Linked DNA regions of Mus musculus: region 2 is linked to region 1. The links are chromatin contacts, called in public Hi-C maps. All regions are on one chromosome and are shown on one strand. Each heading gives the region's core, a stretch centred on a gene start, on an enhancer-like site or on the middle of the called end of the contact. The rest is flanking DNA. Distances are from core to core; before and after follow the strand shown. Region 1 overlaps Gm34568 (predicted gene, 34568). Region 2 overlaps Gm12602 (predicted gene 12602).

Evidence for each region. A called contact is a pair of places that touch in the nucleus more often than the background predicts.
Region 2: a Hi-C map of the G1E-ER4 cell line shows a contact between it and region 1, with 4 times the contacts expected there. The contact joins two enhancer-like sites. A contact is called at or near these places in 2 of 15 datasets of contacts at CTCF or cohesin (CD8 T cells and pro-B cells) and 6 of 484 Hi-C or Micro-C datasets (the G1E-ER4 cell line, myeloid progenitors, nephron progenitors and 1 more).

Annotation. Positions count from the first base shown.
Region 1 is chr4:88,976,343-88,979,042 of GRCm38.p6, forward strand. The region is part of intron 1 of Gm34568 (predicted gene, 34568); the gene reads left to right. Among named protein-coding and RNA genes, the nearest start is that of Gm34568, 21 kb to the left of the region's middle. Within about 2 kb of position 1,344, at least 9 of the 459 cell types and tissues checked have an H3K27ac peak or open chromatin away from gene starts, as enhancers often do. A contact at or near this core is called in the G1E-ER4 cell line, where this site is marked.
Region 2 is chr4:89,122,692-89,125,391 of GRCm38.p6, forward strand. The region is part of intron 1 of Gm12602 (predicted gene 12602); the gene reads right to left. Among named protein-coding and RNA genes, the nearest start is that of Gm12602, 4.2 kb to the right of the region's middle. Within about 2 kb of position 1,445, at least 41 of the 459 cell types and tissues checked have an H3K27ac peak or open chromatin away from gene starts, as enhancers often do. A contact at or near this core is called in the G1E-ER4 cell line, where this site is marked.

The DNA.
Region 1 (2,700 bases), core at 94-2,593:
AGGTGCCCTGAAATATCATCCTGAGTGAGGTAACTCAGACCCAAAAGGACATGCATGGTATGTACTCACTTATAAGTGGATATTAGCCCTCACAAAAGGACAGAATACCCAAGATGCAGTCCACAGAACTCAAAAGGTCAACAACTGTGTGTGTTTTAAAACAGTCTTACTATGCAGCCCAGGCTGGTGGTGTCAGACTTGAGATCTCCTTCCTTCAGTCTCCTAAGTGCTAGGATTAATTGGCCCTCTATTCACAAGTTCTACCTGTGCGCAGATTCGACTAATTGTGACTCAACACTCTAAGAGCTCTTCAGTCTTCAATGAACATGTGCAGACTTTTTGAACTCGTCATTTTTCCCTAAACAATATAGTTGTTTTGACCAAGTCTTGCACTGTATCAAGCATTTTAAGTAACCTAGAGATGATCTAAAGTATACAAGAGAAAGTGAGTGAGTTATAGGTAAATGCTACACAATTTTACACAAGGTATTTGAGCACCTGTATTTTAGTATCATCAGAAGGGACATCCTGAAACACTAGCCCTGCATGGGCATCAATGTGTTTTCTTTTTCTTAGGCTTTCTATGAGATTTGACCTTTTCTGCTCAATACTGTCCATGTCTCATGACCAACTATTTGTATCTCCCTTTTGTTCCATGCCTTGGAATTCTAACTATGATAATATCCTTCTAATAAAATCACTCCCAAATCTGGAGTTACAAGTAGAAAGGAATCTCTTGACTTTCAAGACTATGCAACCCTCTTTCATGTTCTGCTTTCAATGGTAAGCATTCCCACACTTCAGACCTTCACAGCAAGGGTCAACTGAGATCACTGAGATAAAAAATAAGATTGATTGAGAAAATACTGTGTGATAAAAGGTCTCCAAAAAATTTAACTACTAATGTTACCCTTGCCAAGTAAAATTCAGTCTGGCCCTGGGTAACTATACACTATTAGAATACTGGGAAGCAAGCCACAGTGGAAAATATGACTGACCTAGGATTGCCATAGTGTAAGGAATCCCAAGCTAACCACGTAATTTATATGGAGAGAGAAGAGGAAAGAAGAGGGGAAGAGAGGAGAGGAGAAGAGAGGAGAGGGGAGGGGAGGGGAGGGAAGGGAAGGGAAGGGAAGGGAAGGGAAGGGAAGGGAAGGGAAGGGAAGGGAAGGGAAGGGAAGGGAAGGGAAGGGAAGGGGGAGGAGAGAGAGGGAACTAATTTTTTCTGATATCTACCCCAGAGCCAGATATATTAATTTAGTCACAGTAGACACACAGAAGAACTGAAAGCCCTACCAGAAGACTAGCCAAGGCACCAACTGAGCCAATCACTATCTTCAGTTGAGTTGCGTTTGCCTGGGGGCAGAGATAAGCTGTTTTCTCTGTGCTCTGCCTGAATATCTGACCCCAGGTCCATGAACACAATAAAAGAGCTATTGCTTTATGATGTTAAAATTTGAGGTAATGTGTTAATTATTAGTAACAGTAACTTGGCGCTATCATTAGACAAGTAGATGGAACCTGTATTAGTTGCTTTTCTGTTGTTGTAATAAAATACCATGACCAAAAGCAACTCACAGAAAATGAGTTTATTCTGGCTTGTGGTTTCAGAGGGTGGGAATACATAATGATGAGGAAAGCAGGGCAGTAGGTGTCAGGACAAAGAAGTTGGCAGATCACCCTTCATCCACACACAAGTAGTAGATAAAGAACAGGAAGTGAGATAATGGTATAATCTATCAAAGTTCACCTACTTCTTCCAGCAAGTCTGCACCTCCTGAAGTTTCCACAAACTCTCCAATGATGGATCAAGTATTCAAATACATAAGCCTTTGGGGACAATTGTCATTCAAACCACCACAAAACCTTTACCTGAAAGAGTGCATTTGTGGCAATTCATGGTAATGTATAAGACCTTCTCTTTGCAATGTCAGATCACATGCAATAGAACATGACTAGCAGCTGAGTAGCTCCCGAATTGCCTCATCTGCCGAGGACATGGCTAATAAACCACAGCCGTGACTCCCCTGAAAGTGAACTTCAGCTGTTATCATTGGAGCTGTCTGGACAAGTACTGTGCATAGATGATGTAGCCTCGTACTCTCTCTTCTGTGGTCGTCCTCTTCTCTGCATCTTTAAAGGGGCCTGAATCAAATGTGGACGTGTATACAGAGTGAGTGTGATAGTTTATAACTGTAATCCCAGCACATAGGAGGCTATGGCAGGAGGATCAACACGATTCTGAGACTAGCCTGGGCAACACTGCAAGTGAGACCTGTGTCTTAGTTACTTTTCTATTGCTGTGAAAGAACACGTGACCAAGACAACTTATAAAGAGAAGCATTTAATTGGGGACGGAGCTTGCTTACAGTTTTATAGGGTAAGTTCATGACCATCTTGCCAGGGAGCATGGGAGTAGACAGGCACTATAGTAATAGCTGAATGCCTAGATTTTTATCTGCAAGTTGGAGGAAGAGAGAGAGAAACTCGGCCTGTTGTGGGCTTTTGAAACCTAAACTCCCACCTCCAGTGATATCAAGAAGGCCAGACCTTCCCAACTAGGGACCTAGCATTCAAATATATAAACTTATAAAGATCATTCTTATTCAAACAACCACATTGTTGCAAAAAGTAAATAAATATTAATAGTAACATATATCTGGTATCAGATTGGTATCTTTTCAGACATAATTTATTTGA
Region 2 (2,700 bases), core at 195-2,694, 150 kb after region 1:
GGGTACTGTTGTTTTGTTTGTAAGAATCTTCAGGGCTAAAAAAAAAAAATGGCTCTGATGTTAAGAGCACATGGTGCTCTTGTAGAAGACCTAAGTGCAATTACTACCACCCTGTGCTGCACCTTACAACTAGCAGCAGCTCCAACTTCAAGAACTTCAAGGGACTGAATTCCTCCAATCTCTGGGAAAATGTGTGTGTGTGTGTGTGTGTGTGTGTGTGTGTGTGTGTGTGTGTGTGTGTATGTGCACACACATACACAATTTGAAACATTTTTCAAGATTTTTTATTTTATGTATATGAGTACACTGCCACTGTCTTCAGACACACCAAAAGAGGGCATCGGACCCCCAGATGGTTGTGAGCCACCATGTGGTTGCTGGGAATTGAACTCAGGACCACTGGAAGAGAAGCCAGTGCTCTTAACTGCCGAGCCATTTCTCCAGCCCCTACAAACAAAACTTTTACAAAATAAAACCTTAATCGAATTTCCGATAACTTTTTCTACCCAGAAAAAAAAAATAAAGCGGTGGAAAACATATCAAACATATCTTAACAGCGCTTTACGAAGCCCGGGATTTCCCTTGGCTGATGAGCAATTAGAAAAGCCCCTGGGACAAGGAGCTGTAGCACTCCAGTACCAGCAGAGCTCATACCTGGCCTCAGCTGTAGGTCCACCAAGGAGCTGCAGCATGCTGTCGGGGACCATCAGCCCCGGTGGTGTCAGCTTTGAAAAGACTATGGCTATATGTTTTCATTTACCTGATGAACACTTCACACACTGCTGTGAGGACTCGCTCTGTGGAGTAAGAACTGCAGTGAAATTATAGGAACCACGCCTTTCCTGACACAGGGGCATGGGTAATGAAGACGTTACAATAGCTGGGGGTTTCCCTTTCATAAAGAAGAACCTTCTGGGAATTTCTAAGAAGCCTTTTCCTAGATGACATGAGGATCAGTTTTGCTTTCACTCTGGATGCTGCCTGCAGAGACGCTCACTGCAGATGTATTATGGGTGCAACCATCCCCTTTTACAGGGTGGCAGCACAAGATTGTGATTACATATTAGATATCAAACATCGGTTCACCATTTCAAACGACTGCTCTCTGACCCATGCCTAAGAACAAAATCCTTTGTGTCTTTATTTTTCAAGATATTAAGACTTAAGGATTTCAAGGTCTTTTCCTAAAAAGTTTCAGCCATAATGAGACCTTTAAGAGAGGAGAGGAAGCAGCAACTGCACACAGACAGGTTTGCGTTTGAGACGCCTGACGTCCGTGTGTCTCAAGATGAGACACTGCTTTTCCTGATGAGTATCTGCAACTGCTTGACTTGGCTGGTTCGTCTCTTAGACGTCATATCAGTGAGTCTGACAGTAGATAATACGGTCAGCAAGTGGGTAAAGGAAACCAGCAGTTTAACCACTTCCGAACTACCAAGAAAATTCCTTCCCCACTAAAATTCCAGAAATGCCTTCTTCACAGCACAGGAAGTTAGTCAGCCGGCTCCTGAGATAGAACGAAAGTGTCACTAGCCAGTCAGGCCAGCTTTTTTGGCCTTCTCCACTTGGTAGAAATCGCTTCAGCTATTGATGTCGCTTAGTGGACAGCTGAGAAAGGCGATCAAAACAAAAGATTGCAGTTCCTAAAACAGAGAAACAATAGTATTTGAGGAGATGAAAATGCTGACGGCCCTAATTATTGTTTTCTTGTTCTTCATTACTTGTTGAAATTTTCATGCTTTTATATTCTGTATTTTAAGCATCTTCACGTAGAGTCCTTGGCCTCTTTCATCCACCCCCAACCCTTCGTTCCTTCCTTATCTCACAATATCACTCCTACTTTGATGTTTGTGAGTTTGTTGACCCACTAATATTAGTTAAGGCTCTTTGCATAAGCACGAGTAGGGGCTTATTGGCTGGAACAGTTTATCAGTGGGTACAGTGCTGAGGGAAATGGCAATCCTCCTATGGCACCAACTAATTTTTCCCATAGACCCTCAGTGAGGGCTGAGGGCTCATGAGCCCCTCCCACGTGAAGGATGATTATCAAGATAACCTACTGAGTTCATGAATTCGATGGCTATGTCATGTCCATAAAACACGTTTGAAGCAGCACTCTTCCACAATTTCAGGCTGGTGTTCCCAAAGCCTTGTTGAGAGGAGAGGATTTAGATATCTCACTTAAGGCCAAGGCCTCCACTTACTCTCAGCACTTCACCCAGTTGTGAGTCTCTGTGTTAACCGCTGCCCAGTGCGAGTGAGGCCTCTCTGAGGAAAGCTGAAAGCCTACTTGATTTTCTTGAGATAAAGTCTTGATATAACTTGGGTTGGTTTTGAACACCAGGTTATCCTGCCTCAGCACCAAGATCACAGACGCCCATCCCTACAAGCAGCCTTAGTGACCCGTTTTAATCGTTAAATACTATATACACACATTTAATTATACCACAACCCACAATAAATACAAGTATTATATGACAGCTAAGACATGTGTGAGAAAGAAAAGCCTACTTGACCTATTTTTAAAAGACACCTTGAATGCCCCAATGGGATTTCTCCTATAAAGTACAAAACAGTAAATTACATCAACTCTCTTGAATGCTATATTAAAGGGGAATTACATATAATTTATGACAGATTAGATTTAATAGGTATAAAGCAGTATCGCTGTGATGAACAGAAAATTTATATATAAAACAC